2 separate regions of the Salmo salar genome follow, and region 1 is linked to region 2. The links are chromatin contacts, called in public Hi-C maps. All regions are on one chromosome and are shown on one strand. Each heading gives the region's core, a stretch centred on a gene start, on an enhancer-like site or on the middle of the called end of the contact. The rest is flanking DNA. Distances are from core to core; before and after follow the strand shown. Region 1 holds the start of LOC106585038 (phosphatidylinositol 4-phosphate 5-kinase type-1 beta). Region 2 overlaps LOC106585038 (phosphatidylinositol 4-phosphate 5-kinase type-1 beta).

Region 1 (2,700 bases), core at 184-2,683, 79 kb before region 2:
ACTTGTGGACTTTCAATGCTGCAGAAATGTTTTGGTACCCCTCCCCAGATCTGTGCCTCGACACAATCCTGTCTCGGGCCTCTACGTACAATTCCTTCAACATCATGGCATGATTTTTGCTCTGACACACACTGTCAACTGTGGGACCTTATATAGACAGGTGTGTGCCTTTCCAAATCAAGTCCAATCAATTTAATTTACCACAGGTGGACTCCAATCAAGGATGGTCTATGGGAACAGGATACACCTGAGCTCAATTTCGAGTCTCATAATTTTCATAAAATATATTTTTCATAAACAATATTTTCGCTTTGTCATTATTGGGTGTGTGTAGATTGATGAGGACAATGTAATCCATTTTTAGAATAAGACTAACATAATAAAATGTGGGAAAAGTCAAGGGGTCTGAATACTTTACAAATGCACTGTATATGCTCATCTGTCGTTTGCTGTCGAAGACGCATCCTTTTATCAAAATCAGCAGACAGTTTGTCTACAGGCAACTGTCTCCCCTCAGAGTCTGGTTCGTCAAGGTTCCTTCCTATCTAGGGAGTTTTCCCTTGTCAACTGTGCCTCTGCATGTTCTCTGTGGGTTGTATAGTAGTTGGTTCTTTAGTCTTGGAGTAGCTCTCGAAAACTCTAGGCGGCATTCTGCCTACTCCCTTTTATAGCCATTAGCTTCACCCACGACTGGCTCGTGTGGACTACAATCCCGACACTGTGTTTTACGTTCAGAAATGTCAATCATCATTGCTTGTGATACGACTTTTGAAACATATGGCCCTTTTCTTTAAATCAGCGAGAAAGAACCCTTAAAATAAAACATATACACTTGTAGCAGTTTTGCATAGATCCATCTAAACAGCTATGAGTGCCTCCATCTGACGAAACTACACTTCCCGAGTTACACTGACACACAGGTGTTCGGGGCATGCTAGATAGCTAATTATCACAGTTTGCCGACTCTTGTCTCCCATAAACAATCACTGTAACATAGTGATATGGCCGTGTGGGAACACTAACCCTATCAGGGTGTGTATCAATGTAACCTTTTGTTTTTTGAAAAAACTTTCTCGCTGATATTAAAGATAAGGTTCCTATGTTTCCAAAACAGTACCCGCAAGCGATGGGTGTTAATGTTCAAATTGAGTGTTGCTGCTCATAACAAAACTCCCCCATACAGAAGACGTCTTCATCCAATGACTTATGTGTAATGTAATGGAACTGAGAGTCATGATCATGGACTAGTCTTGGGCAAGCCCGTTTATAATGAACCCTTTTCTACTTAGCCATTGAATTGTACAACTTTGTTGGCAGACATTCCAAATGCAACGGAAGTTGTCAGCCACTAGATGACGTTATTCCCCATAATGAAATGCACCATACACCAGCAAGGAGATCAGTGGTGAAAATCAAACCTTCTGTAACCTACCGTCACTGCCCTGTAGATGGCTTGCTTATACAAGTTCTGCATCACATCAGAGTAGGTTGGTGCACTGAATGCCTGGTTATGCTGAGAGGCGGAGAATGAGAACTGTGTGTAGCCAAGTCTACCTCTCTGTCAGTAGCCGGATACATACAGCATAGGCTACCGTACGCAGGGAGCCGCACTAACAGCCACTTGCGCTCTCTAAATATTGCCTAAAGGGGACTGGAATACTCTCTGAAATCACACGGAAAGACAAGATCAACTTCGCTACCCAAACGAGGAAGAACAGCTGGTAAGATTGATGTGTTATTCTTGATAATTCTGATATTTACCTGTCCGTTGAAGTATCTATTTGAGTTGTGCCATATTGGTCAGGTGACATGACATGAGGAGACGTTTCAGCAATTGCTGGCAAAGGTGTTATTGTCAGTCGAAGATTAACCGGCTTCCTCCCAGTAGGGCGAGGACGTGTTAAATTACTAAAATAGTCAAGCCTGGAAATGCAACATAACATAACCTTAACCCCGTTTCGTGACCACCAACTATTACAGCGAAATGTTGATGAGAACACCAGAACTTGTTTACCAATGGCCTGCAAAAGAAAACACTTAGTAGTGCACCCCAGTTTATAAGGCTAACTTGAATTTAGCTGCAGTCTGGCAAGGTTTACTGCTAGCTGTTGATGTGCTACTCTGAGAAACAGTTTATTCAGAAAAGTGTGAAATGACGTAATATTGCGAGGAAGTGGCGCCTTGGTGTTAGCCTTCATGTAGCAATAGCTCAAGGTATCAGTACTTGAACACATTACAGTTGCCATTGGTGATAAATAGGCTAGACTCTCATATTGATGAACACATAGGGTTTGTGCTGGATAGCCCATTTCTGTTGTTGATTTCTGGAAAATAAGCCTACCAATCTACTGGTGAGATCCCTTATGTTATCAATATTGGCTAGGTTGGGGACCTTTCTCAGTGTTCCAAGGACTCTGGGAAGCCTGGGACTTTTCAACACCTGGCATCCTCAGGGATACACGCACTATATATAATACTTTTTAGCAGGTCACCTTAATGAATTCTGTAAAGTCAGTGTGGAAGAGGTGAAAAAAATGATTGTTGAATATCAACAATAATGACAAGCCACCGGGTTCTGACAATCTGGATGTAAAATTACTGAGGATAATAGCCGACAATATTGCCACTCCTATTTGCCACATCTTCAATTTAAGCCTACTAGAAAGTGTGTGCCCTCAGGCCTGGAGGGAAGCTAAAGTC
Region 2 (2,700 bases), core at 51-2,550:
TTGGGTGGTGGCCATGACAGCCCCCCAGTGGTTGTAATTTGGGAATCATCCAAGGGGCTGAAGCCCCTCTCACTGCAGGGTTTTGACTCGGGGGAATATGTCAAGATGATATAAAGCAGTGTTACGGAACAGTGTGGCCCGCTGATTTAATGAAGATGATTTGGGATTTAGCTGCCTGGTGTTATTATGCCTGCTTCTGCACAGTGAGATACGATGGGAGAGGATTTCATGCTCTGCTTGGGAGTCAGAATGGAACGTCTGGGGGACAGTTGTGTAATAATTATTATGCGTTAACAGTTTGATCTTTTTACTGCTAATTTGGGACAGACGCTCCGAGCCTGATTATGCACGATAATGGTTGCAATCAGGATAATCTGTTCCCTCCATCTCTCCCTATTTCTCTCTTGCTTCTCTCCCCTACCCACTCACTCTCTCCCCTACCTCCTGTCTTGTCTTGTTCCTTATTTTCCTCTCTTCCCCCCCCTCCTCTTTCCTTATCTCTTCCCCACCACTCATTTACCCCTCCTCTCTCCGTTTCTCTCTCCGTTTCTCTTTCTGTTTCTCGCTCTCTCTCTCTCTGTTTCTCTCTCTCTCTCTCTCTGTTTCTCTCTCTCTCTCTCTCTGTTCTCTCTCTCTCTGTTTCTCTCTGTTTCTCTCTCTCTCTGTTTCTCTCTCTCTCTCTCTCTGTTTCTCTCTCTGCAGCCATTCGGTTCTCCCCTTCTAAGAGAGCACGTACGTCCATCCCTGCTCTGAAGTCGTTCTCTCAGGAAATCCTGTCTTCTCAGAAGGAGGAGAACGAAGAGGAGAGTCGGGACAGGCTGGGAGGAGCACGCAGTCTGGCTAGTCTAGAGGGACAAGGTAGACCAGCAGCACACCATCATCAATCATCCACACATTCATGGTTGAGGTTGAGCCAAAAGCACCAAACAGAAGTCACTTTCGCTCGCCAGATCTGTCATGTAGAACACATCTCTATGTCCGGATAGATGGACCTTTCAGAACCACTTGTTCCCCATAAACAGGTCCTTCAGTAGCACCATAAAACTGTCTCCCGTCCACGTCCAGGCCTCACTGAAATGTCCTGTTATTACAGCCAGCCCATTTTGTGTGTGTGTGTGTGTGTGCGCGCGACTGAGTTAGCATTATCAACGAGTCGTCATTATCCCTCGCTCTTTGTCTCTTGGGGATCCATTATCAGGCCCTGACTCCAGTGGCGGGGCTGTATATGGCTGGCTGAGTTACAATCAGGACCGTCAGCAGTAGCCACTGAGCTTTCGTAACTCTTGACCTTCCTCTGAGGTAACACCACTGTTAGCCAATATTACAGGAAGAGATGAGGGTGTGGACTTCTGAATAAGGCAGAGGGAAGTCTTGGTTTATATTGCAACATAGCTTCTTTCGTTAATTGAAAATCCTATTTTTTTCCCCTGTTTTTAACTAAACAACACCCTGGTACACTATGTACAACTGTCACATAACATACCGTGTACCCCGTGTGCCGAATTCAGCCCACGGGTGGTTTTATTTGGCCCCAAAGTTTTTTTGTGGGGGGGGGGACATAAAAGACTGTAAAAACACCAGCAAATCAACTCCAAGTGGTGTTTGTGTTCTAAAGTAGAGAGACGTGATCGTATGTAAATGTCAGCAAGGTTTGAAATGATTGTTTTAATCAAATATTAATCTAGTTGATGATCCCTTCCATAAAGCAAATGAAATGTTTCATTTTTAATAGCTTACTCTATTCCAGTTAACCAATTCTACTCGTACTATTTTGAGGGATAGAAGGTTCATGCAGGGACACTTACATAATTGTTTTATTCACACTTTATTATCTCATCTAATTAAATCAAACACACATGTTCTGTCCTGTGGGTCCAACCTTCTTTAGACTAATAGTACAGCAGCGATCATAGATTGACTGACTGAAGGCATTATCAGTGAGGTCATGGCTTTGTGTTTGTCTCTCAGTGAGGTCATAGCTTTGTGTGTGTGTGTGTGTGTGTTTCTCCCAGTGTTTGGCTCCTACCTGCGTCCTGACCTCGTCCCTGCCACCCCATCCTTCTACGAGGGCTCCTCCATGGGAACCATCTCCTCCTCCATCTTTGTCAACCTGGAGACCCAGTCTGAAGACAGGTACCTCTATCCGCTGTCTACCTCTGCTTCCTCTAGACCTTCAAATCAAATGTATTTATATAGCCCTTCGTACATCAGCTGATATCTCAAAGTGCTGTACAGAAACCCAGCCTAAAACCCCAAACAGCAAGCAATGCATGTGAAAGAAGCACGGTGGCTAGGAAAAACTCCCTAGAAAGGCCAAAAACCCAGGAAGAAACTTAGAGAGGAACCAGGCTATGAGGGGTGGCCAGTCCTCTTCTGGCTGTGCCGGGTGGATATTATAACAGAACATGGTCAAGATGTAAAAATGTTCATAAATGACCAGCATGGTCAAATAATAATAATCATAGTAGTTGTCGAGGGTGCAACAAGCACGTCCGGTGAACAGGTCAGGGTTCCATAGCCGCAGGCAGAACAGTTGAAACTGGAGCAGCAGCACGGCCAGGTGAACTGGGGACAGCAAGGAGTCATCATGCCAGGTAGTCCTGAGGCATGGTCCTAGGGCTCAGGTCCTCCGAGAGAAAGAGAGAATTAGAGAGAGCATATTTAAATTCACACAGGACACGACAAGAGAAATACTCCAGA

What was found. Hi-C and Micro-C count contacts between places; a contact is called where the count stands out from the background.
Region 1: a contact with region 2 is called in a Hi-C map of blood, with 5 times the contacts expected there. The contact joins the promoter of LOC106585038 here to the enhancer-like site in region 2. A contact is called at or near these places in 3 of 3 Hi-C or Micro-C datasets (blood, gill and muscle).

The regions. Positions count from the first base shown.
Region 1 is chrssa24:14,754,185-14,756,884 of Ssal_v3.1, reverse strand. It overlaps LOC106585038 (phosphatidylinositol 4-phosphate 5-kinase type-1 beta), which reads left to right and starts at 1,433. Exons shown (of 15, transcript XM_014170787.2): 1 at 1,433-1,721.
Region 2 is chrssa24:14,675,246-14,677,945 of Ssal_v3.1, reverse strand. It overlaps LOC106585038 (phosphatidylinositol 4-phosphate 5-kinase type-1 beta), which reads left to right. Exons shown (of 15, transcript XM_014170787.2): 12 at 703-858; 13 at 2,013-2,133. Among protein-coding and RNA genes, the nearest start is that of polk, 49 kb to the right of the region's middle. Within about 2 kb of position 1,300, at least 2 of the 13 cell types and tissues checked have an H3K27ac peak or open chromatin away from gene starts, as enhancers often do.